Linked DNA regions of Pan troglodytes: region 2 is linked to region 1. A link is a contact called in public HiChIP or PLAC-seq data. All regions are on one chromosome and are shown on one strand. The core of a region is the stretch at or near the end of the contact, and the rest is flanking DNA. Distances in the headings are between cores, read along the strand shown.

Evidence for each region. HiChIP or PLAC-seq counts read pairs in DNA pulled down with a chosen protein or histone mark.
Region 2: an H3K4me3 HiChIP or PLAC-seq map of stem cell-derived excitatory neurons shows a contact between it and region 1, with 2.9 times the contacts expected there. The contact joins the promoter of PSMA2 here to the promoter of LOC112209777 in region 1. A contact is called at or near these places in 4 of 7 Hi-C or Micro-C datasets (blood, induced pluripotent stem cells and stem cell-derived neural progenitor cells), 1 of 1 datasets of contacts at active chromatin or transcription factors (stem cell-derived excitatory neurons) and 1 of 1 other capture datasets (stem cell-derived neural stem cells).

The regions. Positions count from the first base shown.
Region 1 is chr6:46,275,137-46,279,176 of NHGRI_mPanTro3-v2.0_pri, reverse strand. It overlaps LOC112209777, which reads right to left and starts at 1,944. Exons shown (of 4, transcript XR_008548972.2): 1 at 1,454-1,944. It overlaps HECW1 (HECT, C2 and WW domain containing E3 ubiquitin protein ligase 1), which reads left to right and starts at 450. Exons shown (of 28, transcript XM_009452959.5): 1 at 450-756. The coding sequence starts at 727.
Region 2 is chr6:46,456,489-46,460,989 of NHGRI_mPanTro3-v2.0_pri, reverse strand. It overlaps PSMA2 (proteasome 20S subunit alpha 2), which reads right to left and starts at 1,692. Exons shown (of 8, transcript XM_528026.8): 1 at 1,468-1,692. The coding sequence starts at 1,508. It overlaps MRPL32 (mitochondrial ribosomal protein L32), which reads left to right and starts at 1,733. Exons shown (of 3, transcript XM_528025.7): 1 at 1,733-1,866; 2 at 4,298-4,479. The coding sequence starts at 1,737.

The DNA.
Region 1 (4,040 bases), core at 695-3,194:
TTTGCATTTGTCATTACGATGTTTTGTGTGCTTGTGCAAATACAGGACGGTTCCTGAAATGTGTCTCTGAGCGTTCTTAACTGTGTGTAAGGTAAGCGAGGAAAGTGTCTAAGACAGAGGCCAAGAACACCTGTCACAGGGTACCCGCCTAGAGTGTCTGTACCGCATCCTTTCTGCTACACTGTTTGCACACACACAAAAGGGCCGAGGAGCCAGGGTTGGTGTTGGATATGCCCAGTACGCGTGCTGGGTGTTGGAAGGATGGGGCCGGCGGTAACAAGAATCGATATATATTTACCGCGGGGGCGGGGGTGGGGGTGCGCGGAGGCTGCAGGGCGGGGCAGCGCTAATGAGAGCAAGCCCGGCTTGTGGTTGGTTCTGGAGTCTGGTACCCACAGAGGAGCAGGCAGGGAGGGAGGGGATGCAAGCAGGAGGATAAAGCGATGAAGTGTGCTGCGTTACCGCGCATCAGGCGCTGTTGTTGGAGCCGGAACACCGTGCGACTCTGACCGAACCGGCCCCCTCCTCGCGCACACACTCGCCGAGCCGCGCGCGCCCCTCCGCCGTGACAGTGGCCGTGGCCTCCGCTCTCTCGGGGCACCCGGCAGCCAGAGCGCGGCGAGAGCGGGCGGTCGCCAGGGTCCCCTCCCCAGCCAGTCCCAGGCGCCCGGTGCACTATGCGGGGCACGTGCGCCCCCCAGCTCTAATCTGCGCGCTGACAGGAGCATGATCTGTGCCCAGGCCAGGGCTGCCAAGGTAAGCGGGCGTAGCGCGGGGACACTGTCTGCCGCCCCTTCCCCCCCCCCCCCCGCCCTTCTCTGGGCGGCTTCCCCGCCGCACGCGAGGCCCCGGCAGCGCCCTCCCTTCCCGGGGCCGAGATCCACCCTCCTCCCCACCCTCTCGCTTCTCCCGCGAGGTTCAATTGTCAGCCTGGGTCGCGCCGCCGCCCGGGCTGGGCCGGCATCCCCGGGTGGCGACCCCGGCTTGGGTACTGCAGGCGCACCCGGCCCTCCTGCGGGGTACGGAGAGAAACAAAGAAGCCCCCAAGCGGGTTCGCAGCGCCTCCCCCGCCCCTCAGCGCCCTCCCAGTGGCGAGGAGGTGTCAGGGGAGGGGGCGGAGAGACCTACGTAATCCCCCTTCCCAGCCCACACCCACCCCTTGTGAACCAAAGCTCTGGATTTGCGCTTCGCCTTGGGCTCGCTTTTGAACAATTGTGTCCCATGCAATGCCCGTGGTTAGCCCAGAGAGCGCCCAGAGCCTCCGCACGGGCTCGCCGGTGCTCGCTCGAGGGGCGCGTGCCCAGGTCCGGCCCTTGCTCCCATGGACGGGTGCAGGAGGGGAGGAGGCGCTGTGTGGGTGCTCCCCCAGCGCCTCCCTGTTACCGGCCGGCTGCGCCTCTCAGCCGGGCCTGCCACCTGAGTTTTAGCGGGAGCAGTCCGTCATGTCGCCTACCGTATTGCGACTTGCAGACAGGCAGGGAGGGAGCCGCCGGGGGGAAAAAAATGCGTCCGGTCCATTTTTGGCTGGAGGTGTGCTTCCTGCTACCCCTACGTTCCCGGGCGGTGACAATGCAGCAAAATCCGAGGGCTCAAACAATGTGGCCCCTCCATCCCCGGCTCCAGGGCATTCTGATTGCTCTGCCGCTTTGACGTCCCGGCCACTTGGCTGATTTTCAGAGCCATGATGCGCGGTGTCTCTGTCTTGCACACACAGGCTGGGCACCATAACTTCTTCCCTGCCGAATTTCAGCGCGTAGGGGGAGCTGGCAGGGACACAGGCTGCAGAGATGCCCGGCTTCCTGTGGTTCCGGGCACAGCGCGCCTCAGTCTGCATTGGGCTGACACCAGATAGCATGTGGGGATTTTCCTAGTTGCCGAAGAAGATATTATTTGACGTTGCTGTAGTTTTGTGCTTACTTCTCTTGGAATCTGCAGTGGTGCAATTCTCCCCTTGTTTTTCCCCCCTTCTCTTTGAAAAAATATCAATGCTATGTTCAGCAGAAACGGATACAGCAAGAGCAGCATAGTTCAAAAATTGAGGGAGGCATCTTCTCTCTTTTCCTGGGATTTAAACGCGATTTAGGAGGGCAGATGCCCTACTCGAAAAGGCCAACCGTTAAAGACCCCGGCAGTGTTGTGGTCCAAGGCGTCTCAAAGCAGGTGGCCAGATCTGCGTTTCTCATCAGCAGACTCGCTCCGGCTGTGGCTATTACGGTAATTCATTCTAGATTGGGGATTCATTTAAAAATGTGTGTTTTCCACTAAGAAGGGATTAGAGTCCACATGCCCACCCTGGTATGAATGTGTGTGCCTGTTTGGTAGAGAGATAGATTGTGGTAGAATTCCCTGTTGGTAGAATTCCCTGTTGCCTGTTCCCTCCGCTTGCTGCTTCCTCTGGAATGTGGCATTGGAAAAACAAAGCACTATTTTAATTCCTAGACCTCCAGACAAATTGGCCGTTCTAGTGTTTTATTTAATAAACCACGTTCTGACTAATTCCACACTATAATCCCAGTCTAGTGCAGTTGGCTGCTTTGTGGAATGACAATTCTCTTTTTTGTTTGGAGTAGTTTTTTCATGAAGGCAAATTGCCTAAGTTTGTTTAGATTGTGACATTATTGACTTGATAGGGAGGTCACATCCGGAGCTGGAACAGCCCATCAATGTATCAATACAGAGGGACTGCAGCTCTGTTATTTGTGTATATAGCATCATTTGACTTGATTCCTTTTACACTCTGGCTTTTAAAGATGGATGTATTACAAGATCACTTTGAGCTTTACCTTCTATTATGCTTCCATCTGATATGATTGTTAACAAAAGAAATATTAAAAGGCCAGATGTGATATGGAAAGACAAGCCTGAGTCTCATTCCTCATGGTAAAGGAAGTTGGACTGGCTGGTTTCTATCGTTCTTTCTAGTTCCAGCATTCTGTGGTAACTGACAGAGGAGTAAGAAAAGTTACCCAGTGTTGGAAAGGCAAATAATTATAACGTGAACCATGCAAGCAAACCAAGGATTGACTGTAGAATCTGCGGCTTATTTTTATACCTTGCAGCTTTTAAAACCCAAGCGTCTGCATTTTCCCCATAAGTGAAATTACTCACCAACTCAAACAGGTCTTTTTTTTTTTGTCCACTATAGCAAAACATTTGGTGGAGGGTTGGGGAAAAGAGAAGAAGATTGAATTAATTGGATAACAGGTGTTCTCCTTTTGTGGAGTTATTCATTCCAACCCCATCTTAGATAATTGAGAATTCACTTTTTCCAATCATTGGTTTTTGTTTGTTTCTAATGAGACACTCTAGATAGCTGTTTCGTCCTATGCAGTAATTGACAATGGCATGAGACTTACTTTCTCTGATGTAATTTGGTGTTGCTCTCAAAACTTGCTAGCGCTGTTGCTTGCCACAAAAATGGGTGAAGCAATGATTGGTCTAAATAGGCAGGCAGGCAGTGTTTTCATGCGCTATGGTAATTTTTATAATTTAGGTATAGTCAAGGTATTTGTTGATTCATGCTTAGTCACACAATTTTCCATAGTTGTGCACTCATTTGTTTTAAGTTACAATCAAAATAATATCCTGAAATTACAGTCCCTGCAAGGCATAATTAACCACTTCTCCTGTTTTCCCATAGCCTTTTTGTTCATAGAGCTAAGATAGCACTTGCAATATTGCAGTTATCTGAGTTGTAAATGTGCCACAGTCTCCTTATCTTAAATATGGGATGAGCTTCTTCAGAACAAGGACATGTTTATATTCATCTCTCCAGCACCTAGCAGTTTGCCTGGTACATCATGTGTTCTCAGAAATGTTTATTGAGTGGATTTCAGGTCATAAAAATGCCCTCTAATTGTATAGGCAGGAGGTAGGTAGGAATCCTTCACTTTGTGAGTCAGCTGGGGGAATCAGAGAGGTTATGTAAGATGCTTAAGGGGGAACCGAGAGCCAGGACTCAAATCCAGGCCTTCCACCACCCACCCTCAGTAAACAAAAAAACACATAGAGAATGAGTTCAAATGCTGTAGGTTTTGGTT
Region 2 (4,501 bases), core at 443-2,942, 180 kb before region 1:
TTCGCGATAAAAGACCACATTTGCAGCCTGGGCAACATCGCAAGACCTCATGCCTTAAAAAAAAAAATTAGCAGGCAGGGTGGTGCACACCTCTAGTCCCAGCTACTCCAGAGACTGAGGCAGGAGGATCCCTTGAGCCCAAGAGCTGGAGGCTGCCAAGTCCCTGTCCCTAAAAAAAGGACCACATTTGTTTTCTTCACAAATAGGAACAGTGAATACATCCTGCACACACTATTCTGTCATATGTAATATAATGAGACCTTTTATTGCATAATTAAATTAATCTCGTTCAAAGGTTACAAAAAAACTATTACATACACCCACTGCTTACTGAAAACTGCCAAGAGAAAAGTACTTTTGGAATTTAAGACAACGTTATGTAATGGAAAGTGTATTTTTGTTATCAGAAAAAAAACCCAGTTTGAATGTCAACTCAGCTACTCACCGATGACCTTAGACAAGTTGTTTAATTTGTACAAGCTGTGGTTAGTTCATCTGTAAGAAGCTGAGATAACATTCATTATAGCAGTGGAAAGAGATGGAGCAGGTTAAGGTTAAGTTGCACCTAACAAAGTACTCAACAAGTTAGATCCCGCCTGCCTTCAGTTGTCAGGAGTACATTTTAAGTAAACTGGGCATTACTGATCCTTAAGAAAATGGGTAAGTCAGAAAACTTCCCCAGTCAATTTTTAAAAGTCTTCGGCGATGGTTTTCTCACGTTGAGAGCCATGGTTCGCCCCAACTGTATTTTGGAAAGTAAACTTATTATTCTAATCCCCTTTTCTACAATAGAAAAGCCTACAATCTTGTTTAAAGTAAACATCACCCTCCCCGACGTTCCCCCCAGTCCACCAAAAAAAGACCAAAACTCAAACTTGCCTCGTTGTTAGGGGTTCACAAAAAAGTGATAGGGGCTTTCGGTTTTTCGTCCTTATGTTTCTAATTCGTGCATCGAAGAAACCGAAAGCGGGAGGTTTTGAAAGACACTAGTGCCAAATGGAGACCAAGACTCCGACTTAACTGTAAAGCTGAGAGTTTTCCAAGAAAAGGGAACCCCACATATTTGACCAAGATTCCAAGTTTCAGAAACCACCGCATCAGGTCTACTTGAGCCAGGAAAAAAATCCTGAGTTCGGAACGGGCCACCCAGAGATGGTTAAGCTGAAACTGCCTTCTTTTCTAGTCTCCAAAGTGAAAGCGAATCCTTGGCTATGTGCCTCACCGTCCCGCAGCCCCATGTTAACCCCGCAAAACCGCATCCCCCCGACCCTCCAGCAGCCTCCGACCAAGGAAGCTCCAGGAATCCCGAGCCGGCCTGGCAAATGACTTTGCAAAGCCGCATTTCCACCTCCATTCCCTACTGGACCCTCCAGAAGCACCAATGCCGACGTCAGGATGGGAAAAACTAAATCGACAGAGCACCAGCAACCTCGACTACGCTGAAGACCTCGAGGGCCCCTTCCATACCTGAATGTAGTCAGCGAAAAGCTGTACCCGCGCTCCGCCATCTTTACCCGAAGAGCCAAAGCACAGCCGCACACATGCGCACTGTGGCCGATTTACTTTCATTTCCCCGCCCCTCGCCTTTCCTTTACTCTCTATGATTGGAGGAGAGTCAGAGCTGCTCCAAGAGCATGCGGGGTGTTGTAGTTCTAAGAAGCGAGGCTTGCCCGATTCTGTGCCTGTGCGCATGCTGAAAGCAGGGGCGGGACCGGGGCGGTCTTCCAGCAGGGAAAATGGCGCCGGCCATGCTGGTCTTGGTGGTTTCGCCGTGGCCTGCGGCCCGGGGAGTGCTTCGAAACTACTGGGAGCGACTGCTGCGGAAGCTTCCGCAGAGCCGGCCGGGCTTTCCCAGTCCTCCGTGGGGTAGGTAAAGAAGGGCTGCGTGGGAGAGGGGGCTGATGACGGGACCTCGGGCAGCGTAGCAGACGCAGCTTACACAATTCGCCCTCAGCCCCGGGTCTGATCCGCGGCCTCATGTCGGGGACGTAGTTCGTGACATTCCCATATTAGCGAGAACAGAACGACTGTTTTTGCGCTCCCTCCACCGCAAAAAAAAAAAAAATCCTCTGCTTGTTCCATTCGTACACAGAATGTAACCCAAGCTTGTGTCAAAGATAAATCATAGCCAGCCAGTAAGTAAAGCGCTGAAAACAGATTTTATTCAGTAACTACTGCAGGTAAAGAGCTGAGCTCCATCCCAGTTTGTGCAGAGGTGACTTTGGGCGTTTTAAAGGGAGAATGAGCGAGGCGGGAGTGTAGGGGCTCTGTAGAGTCAGAGAAGTGTAGTATAGTGAAGTCAGTGCAAATGTGATTAGCCGGCTGTGTCTGCTAGCTCGCAGTTGTCTTAGGGAGGATTCTATCCTCCCGCAGAGACTGGGAGACAAAGGCCCTATCCTTCCTAATGGTTAGATTTCGAAGGAATGGCTCTCAGGGCCTTGAAAGAAAAGCTTCCGAGTTAGTTGCAAGGGATACGTATTTACAGTTATATGCCCTTTCCAGGAAATGCTCTAAGGGAGTTCGGGACCTACTATCGGGGTATGTTGGCCAAAATAAATAGGAAATTTTCCAGGCAGCGTTGAGCTTTCTCAGGCAGCCACTTTAAAGGGGGGGGCCGAGGTCATCCTAGGATACAGCCTTATGCTGCTAGAAACTATGCTAGAGTTTGGTCAAGTCTGTGGAGTTCAGGGATTTGTACAGAGTTGTCCTGAGAGGACAGTTCTGCAGGTCTCACTTGGCATCAAGGCTCACCACTCTCTGGATCTGTCTTTCCTTTCCAGCCCTGCCCTCACCTCCCCTCCCGCTTCCCCTCTCCCCCCTCCTCTTCCCTTCCCTTCCCTCCCTTCTTTCCTCCCTTCCTCCCTCCCTCCCGCGCAGTACATGTTTTCTGTGGTGTTTGAGCTGTGAGGAGATGAATTCTGTTTCCCATGTTTCACTTGGAATTAATTTTAATTGGAAGTATCTTGGATGTTGAAACTGTCATTGCTTTGGCATTTACATTCTACTCAATTTCTAAGCAGCCTGAAAGTGATAATATCCAGAAATATACCAAGAAAATATATGCCACTATATGCCAAGCAATGTGCCAAGCTTTCTACATGTACTTCCTGGGATAATCTTGACAACAGTCCCATTAGGTGTATACACTTTCCAACTGAAACAGTAGGCTCACAATGGTCCCAAGTTCACAGACAGTCCTGAGCCTGTGTTGTTAATCACCGGGGCATGCTTGGCAATACTTGTGGACATACTGAAAATAAATGCCAGTTGTTAAGTGTTAGAGAACTTTGTGTATTTTTAAGAGTTCTTAAGATCAAAAGAAGTATGGGGGCTGGGCGCGGTGGCTCACACCTGTAATCTCAGCACTTTGGGAGGCCAAGGTGGGTCCATCACCTAAGGTCAGGAGTTCAAGACCAGCCTGGCCAACATCGTGAAACCCCGTCTCTACTAAAAATACAAAATTAACCAGGTGTGGTGGTGCACACCTGTAATCCCAGCTACTTGGAAGGCTGAGGCAGGAGAATCACTTGAACCAGGGAGGCGGAGGTTGCAGTGAGCCAAGATCACGCCACTGCACTCTAGCCTGGGTGACAGAGTGAGACTCAGTCTCAAAAAAAAAAAAAAAAAAGTATGGCACGTCTAAGAAATAGCAAGGAAAGGGTAAAGGAATGTTGATTTTATAAGCAATTCAGAAAAAGAGAAACTTTGATAGTCACATAAATAAGGCCATACAGAGAAATGGTGAGCTGGCTCTTTTCTTTAGAGAGCAGACAGGAATCAAGATAAAATATTATGAGGAACTAAGTGACTTAAGAGGTTGTATCATAAAGGACCTGACTCAGTTTGAATATAAGAAAAGGCAATTGGCAGTTACATCAGTGCCGGTCAGAAGTGTATTCAGGAAATCTGTCTAGATTTACTTGTAAATTAATCAGGTACTTACTACCCGCCAAGTATTAATAGAATGTGGACAGTTGAGTGATTCTTTGCTTGTTTTGTTCAAGTTAGGTGACTATCAGAGTCCTGTATTTTATGAGATAAGAAACTTGATGTAATTTCACTGATCTCTTTTCAGCAGGATCCACTATGAAAAAATTCTGTGTTCCTTAAAATTGTATAAGCTTTAGTGTATTTTAATAGCTAAGGTTTCCCGTTATTGAGTTTCACATTCTAAATTTTATCTATAGTCTTTGTGTGTGTGTATGTTTGACCATTGATTGTTAAGGAAAATGATATCTGTAAATAGTAATTTAGAAACTAGAAACTAATTCTGTATCTCTTATGTTTTATTTCCTAGGACCAGCATTAGCAGTACAGGGCCCAGCCATGTTTACAGAGCCAGCAAATGATACCAGTGGAAGTAAAGAGAATTCCAGCCTTTTGGACGGTATCTTTTGGATGGCAGCTCCCAAAAATAGACGCACCATTGAAGTTAACCGGTGTAGGAGAAGAAATCCGCAGAAGCTTATTAAAGTTAAGGTAATGCATTGATTTTTGTGGG